3 separate regions of the Mus musculus genome follow, and regions 1 and 2 are each linked to region 3. A link is a contact called in public HiChIP or PLAC-seq data. All regions are on one chromosome and are shown on one strand. Each heading gives the region's core, a stretch centred on a gene start, on an enhancer-like site or on the middle of the called end of the contact. The rest is flanking DNA. Distances are from core to core; before and after follow the strand shown. Region 1 overlaps Zcchc14 (zinc finger, CCHC domain containing 14). Region 2 overlaps Ankrd11 (ankyrin repeat domain 11). Region 3 has its middle 6.7 kb from the start of Zc3h18.

The links. HiChIP or PLAC-seq counts read pairs in DNA pulled down with a chosen protein or histone mark.
Region 1: an HNF4G HiChIP or PLAC-seq map of pancreatic cancer cells shows a contact between it and region 3. The contact joins two enhancer-like sites.
Region 2: a FOXA1 HiChIP or PLAC-seq map of pancreatic cancer cells shows a contact between it and region 3. The contact joins two enhancer-like sites. A contact is called at or near these places in 1 of 39 promoter capture datasets (pre-B cells) and 2 of 115 datasets of contacts at active chromatin or transcription factors (microglia and pancreatic cancer cells).

Annotation. Positions count from the first base shown.
Region 1 is chr8:121,618,121-121,620,820 of GRCm38.p6, forward strand. It overlaps Zcchc14 (zinc finger, CCHC domain containing 14), which reads right to left. Exons shown (of 13, transcript NM_080855.2): 3 at 515-588. Among named protein-coding and RNA genes, the nearest start is that of Map1lc3b, 29 kb to the left of the region's middle. Within about 2 kb of position 1,446, at least 58 of the 459 cell types and tissues checked have an H3K27ac peak or open chromatin away from gene starts, as enhancers often do. A contact at or near this core is called in pancreatic cancer cells, where this site is marked.
Region 2 is chr8:122,905,061-122,907,832 of GRCm38.p6, forward strand. All of the region lies in intron 4 of Ankrd11 (ankyrin repeat domain 11), which reads right to left. Gm39273 (a long non-coding RNA gene) reads left to right here. Exons shown (of 4, transcript XR_003947488.1): 2 at 1-902; 3 at 1,021-2,772. Among named protein-coding and RNA genes, the nearest start is that of Gm39272, 27 kb to the right of the region's middle. Within about 2 kb of position 1,486, at least 211 of the 459 cell types and tissues checked have an H3K27ac peak or open chromatin away from gene starts, as enhancers often do. A contact at or near this core is called in pancreatic cancer cells, where this site is marked.
Region 3 is chr8:122,368,522-122,371,221 of GRCm38.p6, forward strand. No RefSeq gene overlaps it. Among named protein-coding and RNA genes, the nearest start is that of Zc3h18, 6.7 kb to the right of the region's middle. Within about 2 kb of position 1,275, at least 41 of the 459 cell types and tissues checked have an H3K27ac peak or open chromatin away from gene starts, as enhancers often do. A contact at or near this core is called in pancreatic cancer cells, where this site is marked.

The DNA.
Region 1 (2,700 bases), core at 196-2,695, 750 kb before region 3:
CCTCCCTGAACATTGTTGACTAGAAACAAAAGGAGCTTTTGGGCTGTCCCAGTCTCTGTCGAGTCTTCTCAGCACACACACCGTCCTATTTCCACAGTGCATTTCCAGTTTGCAGCACATTCCCCTATATAGAGACCAAGTGGCCATGCAACCAGCATGTATGTGTGACTCATCAAGGGACACACATCTAGGGACTTACTGCCCGTGAGTGCCCAGTGCCACAGCCTGATTTCATTTTCTCTGCACCGAGAGTGAAGGCAACCATGTCTCTCCTCTCCCAGGGAAGAAGGCCAGCTCAGCCACTGTCCCAGTTACATGTGACCAGGAGGAAATTCATGGGCCCTGGAGCTTAGCTTCTCTCTGAGAAGGTGGGTGTCTCCTAACACTCTAGCCCACCCTAGAGACACCGCCCCAGCCAGGCTCCATTGCTATGCAGGAAGCAAAGCCCTCACTCACTGCAGTACGTGAAGTGACATGCGATGCCTGCGAGGAGAGGGGGAAAACAGCATCTTACCTCAAAGGAACACTCAACACTTCTGTCATTTTTCGTGTGTGACAACCCCTTCAGGTCTATCTTTTCAACACTCACTGTAAAAACAAACACAGAATTATAAGAAGGAAGTAAGACTTTGGGATATTGACAATCTCTGGGCGTGTAACAAGTAGCTATTCCTCACATGGCTGCCAGAACCAGGACCCGAATGAAGAGCGTCTGCATCAGTCTTACAAGGCCAAGGGACACCATCCAAATCCCAAGAAAATGTAGGGGTTTGAGTGGGACCACACGTTTGCGAGTCCTTGTGCTGTCCTTCAAGACGGTCATGAATTGGGTCCAATTCCTGGGAAGAGCATGACTGTGTCTTCCCGTGGTAAACGGTCTGTATGAGAAGCTGGGTCTCTCTAGGGGCCCACCCACCATTACCCAGCTCTGCTGCAAGGGCACATACATGGCAGCTCTGTATGGCAAGGTCTTCCCAGACAGTGTGACATGATTACAAGCTGGGGACAGACAATGCTTTTAAAACATCTAAAGGAGACTTTCTGTCACCACAGAGCTCTCAAGTGTCTCTCTACTTCCTGTTCCAGATCTTTCTCTGCAGAAATGAAATGACACCAGTAAACTATAAATACAGTTTCCAGGTAAGCCCAAGCACAGGCTCACAATCAAGCTCTCCACCCGGGCACACTCCTCCTCCAGACAACACTGCTGCTGGATCCCACCCAGGGACTCAGCCTCTTCTTCCAGGCAATCACTTTCCACAAGCAAGACACTCATACGGGCCACTGTGTTAGGCAACTAAGGAAGAGCACAGCTACCTCCACACACTGCAGAGATTTGGTACACTGTGCCCTGGCTATTCCAGCCCCTCCTTCAGCTAGAGGCCAGCAGGAAGCAACCCTCGGCACAGACTCAGTAACAACATTCCAGACCGCCTCCTTCTCTACGCAACTGTAGGGCCAGTGCCTGCCCTACCCAGGGATCGATGTGAACCCAGTGTTCCCAGACCAAAGAGCATCAGGGTGCATGAGAAAGGAAAAAGGAAAAGCCCATTTGGACCAAAGGAAGTGACTCAGAGCTGGACAGGAAAATGGACAAAGTAGATAAATATCATTTAGCTGTCTGAATATAAAAGCATTCTGGAGTCAGGCCAAGGGCTCACAGCCAGTCCACTGTCCATCAAATATGTTTTAAAGCTGAGTCCAGCTCTCACTGCCCTACCACTGGCAGCCTCAGCACCCAGCAAACTGTAGGCTCTTCCTCCAGGCTCCTGACGCCCAGAGCAGGGAGAGGCTTAGCAGGTAAAGCCGCCTCCCACCAAGCCTGATAGCCTGATTCAATCCCCAGGACCCATGTGATAGAACGACAGAACCAACTCACAACTCTGACCTCCACAGATGTGCCATGTCACAGCACACACACTAAAGCCCCAGAGCTCCCAGGGACTAAACCACCAACCAAAGAGTACACATGGGGAGACCCATGGCTCCAACCACATATGTAGCAGAGGATGGCCTTGTCAGTCATCAACGGGAGGAAAGGGCCTTGGTCCCGTGAAGGCTCAATGCCCCAATGTGAGGGAATGCCAGGACAGGGAAGAGGGAGTGGGTGGGTTGGAGAGCAGGGGAAGGGAGGGGGGCTTTAGGAGGGGAAACAAGGAAAGGGGATAACATTGGAAATGTAAATAAAGAAAATATCTAATAAAAAATTTAAAAAGGAATGCTTTAAATAGCATGTTTCAGTGTCCTCTCCAACGTGAGGTCACTAGGTGCCATGACTATAGGAAGCAGAGGGCCTGCCTCAGTGGCAGAGTGAATGCCTGGCATGCATATGTGCCTCAGTGCCAGGGTTCTGCCCCAATACCAAAGATGAAGGACGTGCAGGAGGCCAGAGGCAACACCACGCACTGACAAGGACTCAACTCCCAGGAAGCTGCTGGGTTTTCAGGAACTGGGAACTGGGACTCTCACACCAACCTCACCTTACACCTGCAGCTGGCCTGGGTCACATGCATGGTTGCTACCTCCCTCCTCCTTTGGACAAGAGAGCCAGAGACATACATTCCCACACAACAGTACTTCAGCTTTTAGTGCACTGATAACACAGCACCCCAGAACCCTGCCCACTTCTCTGAACAGCACCCAGGGCTGCAGGGTAGGGCCCAGAGGGTAAATAAAGGACGCCCCTGAGCACTGGCTTCC
Region 2 (2,772 bases), core at 236-2,735, 540 kb after region 3:
CGGCCCTCAGTGTGGAGCTGGGAGCACACTACCTGGCTCCTATACTCACATGTCTGTCACTCCTCCTCTTGTCTTCCTTAAGGATCTCTGCTGTGCTCTAACCCCAAACACCTTTCACATTGGCTAATTTTGATGTCTCATTGCTATAAATGCTAAATAACAGTCCTGAGCCTTCGTATCAAGTAGATATATTACTTTGTTCTGGTTTGCCCACCAGACCATCTGCCTCTGAATTATGGAAAATACACAATTTGAAACTGAAATTACTTTCTTTGCTAGTCCACAGTCTTCTCTGTGAAGAAAAAAATGGAAAGGGCAAATGGCTGAGAAATATACCAGACCAACCACCAAGTCCATGAAGCATTTTATTTGGCTCTGGTTGTTCACAAGCAGTCACACTGTGGTTATTAGGGCAATCAGCAGGTTCTCCACGCCACGCCCTTTCCCTGCCAAGCCCTAGCCTGTGAGTCAGTGACCTGGCAGACAGATGCACTCTGCTTTCTCACTTGCCATGGTCTAGCATCTGCCAATATGCAGCCCAGAGTTACACCATCTAGTGAGCAAGAGGACAGAAAAGCCTCATTAGCGTGTGTGCACATGTACACACACACAGCCTCTTACACCAAGCATTCCGAGTTCCATATAGCCAATGGCAAGAGAATCCCTCAGTTTTTCCTCTCCCACAGAAGAACTGAGGGATCAAGCCCCGAGGAATGAACGCTTCAGTGGGTGTCTAAGACTCATGAGTCGACCGAACGCTGTACAGACCCGAAAAGAGGCTCAAAGGCACAGCGGTGGAAAAAGTTAATTCTCTCCCTTCTTCCAAGGAAGCACTGTACTGGGAAGCCAGTTTTGACTTCATACGCAATGGGGCAGGTGGATTCTGTGTGAGCCCTAGAAAGGTAGGTAGGGTAATTTATAGATTTTTAAATTAGTGGAAAAATTTTCAACAGAGACCAAATTTTAAGCAAATCACGTAATTCCATAACGAAGGTTTTTTTTTTTTTTTTTTTTTTAAAGTAGCCCTAGGTGGCCTGCAGGTCATAGAATCTACTTGCTTCCCATGCTCCAGGATCAAAAGGTTGTGATGTCACACCAGGCCTCGGGAACTCTACAGAGACCAGACCGAGAGTGGGAGGAAGAGCCTTTCCTCACCAGGTGATGTATGTGGTCAACACCAAAGACCTGGTCTGGAAGAGGCCCTGAGGGAGTGGAGATGGTCTTACAGTCTGAGATGAGGGTACCGGCTCAGACAACCAGGTCTGTTATGTCCCAGTCTCGCCAGTGTCACAGGGGGTCAGGACATGCTCCTGTCCACAGCTCCTGGGCATCATGATCGCAGGCATGTTCCATCTTGAGGTCTATCTGAACACCTACAGCATCTAGCTGCGGCATAAGCATCACAACACTGATAGACAGCCTTGGGAGGGCAAGCTTTTTCATCAGGCTGACTCACAACAGACAAAACTGTACTGTTCTTGGCAGGATGCCCTCAGTCCTGACTAAGCACTGGGGAAGCCGCACCTCCAGTGGGCTGGGCCATTGGCAGCAGGGTCTGGGAAACAGGAAAAGTTTGTACGGTTTGGTCATTTAAGGCCAGCCAGCTTCTTGCCACTTGAGGGCACAGTAAAGGACGCTCACTATTTGCTACTAGGAACCCTGACTGGAATGAGGGTGGGAGGGTACCCCTTGTGTTACTGGGGTAGACCGCATTTGTCATCAAGGATGAGTGCTAAACTGTACATTATCAGCAGAGGGCGCTGGAGGAACACTGGTCAGGAAAGGATAAGCTATTGGCCTAGGGCACTGCAAGCATTTGTCTGTAAAAACCTTTCAAAACTAGGAGGTGCCTTAGTATGACTGAGTCACACACCTCCAGGGAGGTCTGACAACCCTATCAAGATGACCAGAGAGATCCTATCTTGGTCACTATTTCATCGAGTTAAAAATATCAGCACTTTTCCAGCTTCCAGAACTCTGAGCCAAAATAAACCTCTTTATTACACAGGGGGAAAATATCAATCCCACAATTCTTTGCGCACCCATTCTGAGTATTCTCCATCCTGAATGAGGTGGTGGGTGCCACTGCAGAAGCCCCTGCAGACAAGATGCCATCCACTCCATCATACCCCGTTTGTAAGCCAGCACTGCATCTCTGGGTAGGAGAATAATACCCAGTACTTCCTGAGGCATCCAGCTCACCAATGTATAGAAGAGAAAGATTATAAAGTGTGTGTGTGTTTGTGTGTGCGCGAGCGCGCGCAGAACCCAATGGATGAAGACAAACCAATACTTCCAGTACTTAGGAGATGAATGCAAAAGGATCCAGAGGTGGAAACCAGCCTGAGAAAACTGACAAACCCCATCTCCAAGTATAGAGATGCCTAAGGCTGGACGTCTTAAACAACACCAACAGTAGCGAGTTTGCACATAGGCTTCGGGTTCCATTTCCAACGAAGGAAGGAGTAGGAAAGGAGTGGATCCAGTCTTCACTGGAGCTGCGAGACCCGACTCACAAACGTTATAAAGAAGTCAGCCACGGATAGGACAGTAGACACAGCGCTGGCCAGTCACCCATCTCTAGCTAGGTCTACAGTTCAGTCTTCCTGAAAACGCTACCTGCCAAAGCTGAGCCTGTGCCTGCCTCAGGTCAGGTGTGAACATGAACAGTTTGACAGCACACCAACAGCGAAGGCTGAAGGACAATCTAGAGTGCAGTGGTGCAGAGCCTCACAGAGGCCTCCACAGATGGACAGACTTCCCTCCACAACC
Region 3 (2,700 bases), core at 25-2,524:
CCCCAAGTGCACAGGAAATGGCACTGTGCCTGAAAGCCTGGCAAGCCACTCTGCTACAGAGGCCATGGAGTCAGGCTAAGCTGCATTCACGCGTCCTGGCCTTATCACGTGGAGAAGAACCGCCTGCTGAGTCCATCAGCCTACAGTAAAGTGAGAGGCAGGGATGTGGTCTGGGAATCCTGGTTACACACAGCAGAAAACCGGCAGCTGACTGCAGAGTCTTGAACAGATTCTCTACCCATGAGTCACCTCTACCTCTGTTAACACGATCACCACCCAAATATAAATTTCTAAGCAAGCCAACGTGCTTTGCGTCTTTACGCCGACTTTATTTCCCTGTGTGCATCTGCCTTATGTAGCTGTCACCCTCACAATTATGGTGAGCACACCCTCACAGTTCACCTTCTGCATCTGACCTGGAGCTGACCGTACCTCTCACGAGGGTTCAGCACAGCATACTCCCAAACGCACGGGGAAGGTGTTCACAGTTCTCAGCCAGACAATAGCCAGCTATAATGCTCATAGCTGTGGGACAGATACTAGCTCTGTCTTGGGCCCATGGAGGAGGTCGAGAGTGGGGCTTCTTAAACTTTCTGCTCATGATCTCTTTGAAAGCCCAAGAGAATTTTACATGACCTAGGTTCATAAGGATATAAAATATGCACATAAGCTTGTACTGATAATCTCAAGCTTATTTTTATAAAATTACTTGGAGCTGAGGCGATGTTGCTAAGTTTAGCAGAGTGTTTGCCTAGTGCACACTTGAGGGTTTGAGTTCTGTCTCCAGCACTCAAGGCATGGTGGCGCATACCTGCAGGAAGATCAGAAGTTTAAGGTCATCTGTGGCGACACGGCAAGTTCAAGGGCAGCCTGTGTTGTGTTACATGTAACCCTGCATACATACACTTCTGAATAGAGGAAGGAGCTGACCCCACGTAGGCCCTTTGCCACAGTCACTGGCTCACCCAAACCAGGAGCTGAGGCTCTTCGATGCAGAAGGAAGAGGAAAAGAAAAAAAAGCCAGCAGAAGCCAGGGGTCTCGGGATCCTCTATCCAGCCTCCCTGGGTTAAGAACCTTGGCTGAGAGATGTTGAATAAGGTAGATGGGATCCCAGCTGGGCAGAGGACAGCCTAAAGTTGACAGGACTGGTAAAACCCTCCACGCCAGAGAGTGGGCCCCCTGCTGATCCAGCCGGACTCTTTCTCCTTGCCTCAGAAGTAGAGGTCCCTCGCATTCAGAGTGAGTCTGCTTTAAGCTGAGTTCACAGCTGGCCAGCCAGAACAGGGTCAGTTGCAAAGCAGAGCTCTACTCTGGCACGCCCTCTGGTGACCACATGAAGAATCAGTAAGGCGGTCCATTCTAAAATTCAGACAAAATCATTTGTCAGCTACTCTTGACATTACGGAGAGTGAAGGCTGAGCAAACATGTATGGCTATGTCCACGCATGCCTTGAGAATGTAGAGACTGTAGGCCTGGGAGCCTTGCAGGGAGGGCAGTGGAAAATGAGACCTGCACTTCCCAACGTTTCCTGTTTCCTCCGCTGGGGTATTCAGGTGGACAACAGGCAGACCTCGAAACCCAGGGCTTCTAGAGGTGTTCGGGTCAGAGCCTGGGCCTTGCAGCCACATTAAATAAACCTTTCTCTGCACTTCACTACCACTTGTCTGATGAACTGGCATGCTGAATCTGGGTGACTGAGCCTTGGTCGTTAGGGCTACAAGGCTCCGGCTTCTGACTCTGTGCCGCATGTCCCAAGAGGAGCGACACACACACACACACACACACACACACACACACACACACACGGCAACAGGTTGGGCAGTTTCAGCCAGGTGGAACTGTTTGGTGTACACTTTGTAAAAGTCAAATTGTACATTTTAGGGACTGGAGAGATGGCTCAGTGGGTAAGAGCACTGACTGTTCTTTCGCAGGTTCCGAGTTCAAAGAGTTCAAATCCCAGCAACCACATGGTAGCTCACAACCATCTATAATGAGATCGGGTGCCCTCTTCTGGTGTGTCTGAAGACAGCTACATATAATACACATAACAATAAATAAAGCTTTAAAAAGTTGTATGCTTTATATGACTTTTTATTGCTTGTACGTTGTCTCATTATAGTCCCCAGTTTAGAAAGCCAGCCCCTCCCCCGCACCTCTCCCTCTGCGTACCCCCCACCCCCAATCTCCCTCCTTCGTGCTCTCAAGAGGCAGCTATTTTCCATTCTTTCGTCTTTGCAGGCATTTCCCTAGCATTTATCCTGATGATATCTTTCCTATGCTGTTTCCAAGCCTTTCCCTCCTGTCTGCCCTGGAACTCCTCATCTTCCTGCTGCCTCCCAAGGTCTCGGTTTATAGGCGGGCACCACCACTGCAGTTCATACTGACAGCCCCCAGACACTTGCCTCTCTACACATCATTCACACCCCCGCTGGCAGTCTGTGTGACTCACTTGCTCCACACCTTTCTTGGTTTTGTTTTCTGGTTTTTGTTTGTTTGTTTTGTTTTTTGAGACAGGGTTTCTCTGTGCAGTTACTTGCTCTGTGGACTAGACCTGGTCTCGAACTCACAGAGAGGTAGGTACCTGCCTGCCTCTGCCTCCTGAGTGCTGGGATTAAAGTCGTGCAACACACACACACACACACACAGACTCATGGTTGGTTGGTTTTGCTTTTGTCAACTTGACACCAGCTTGACTTAC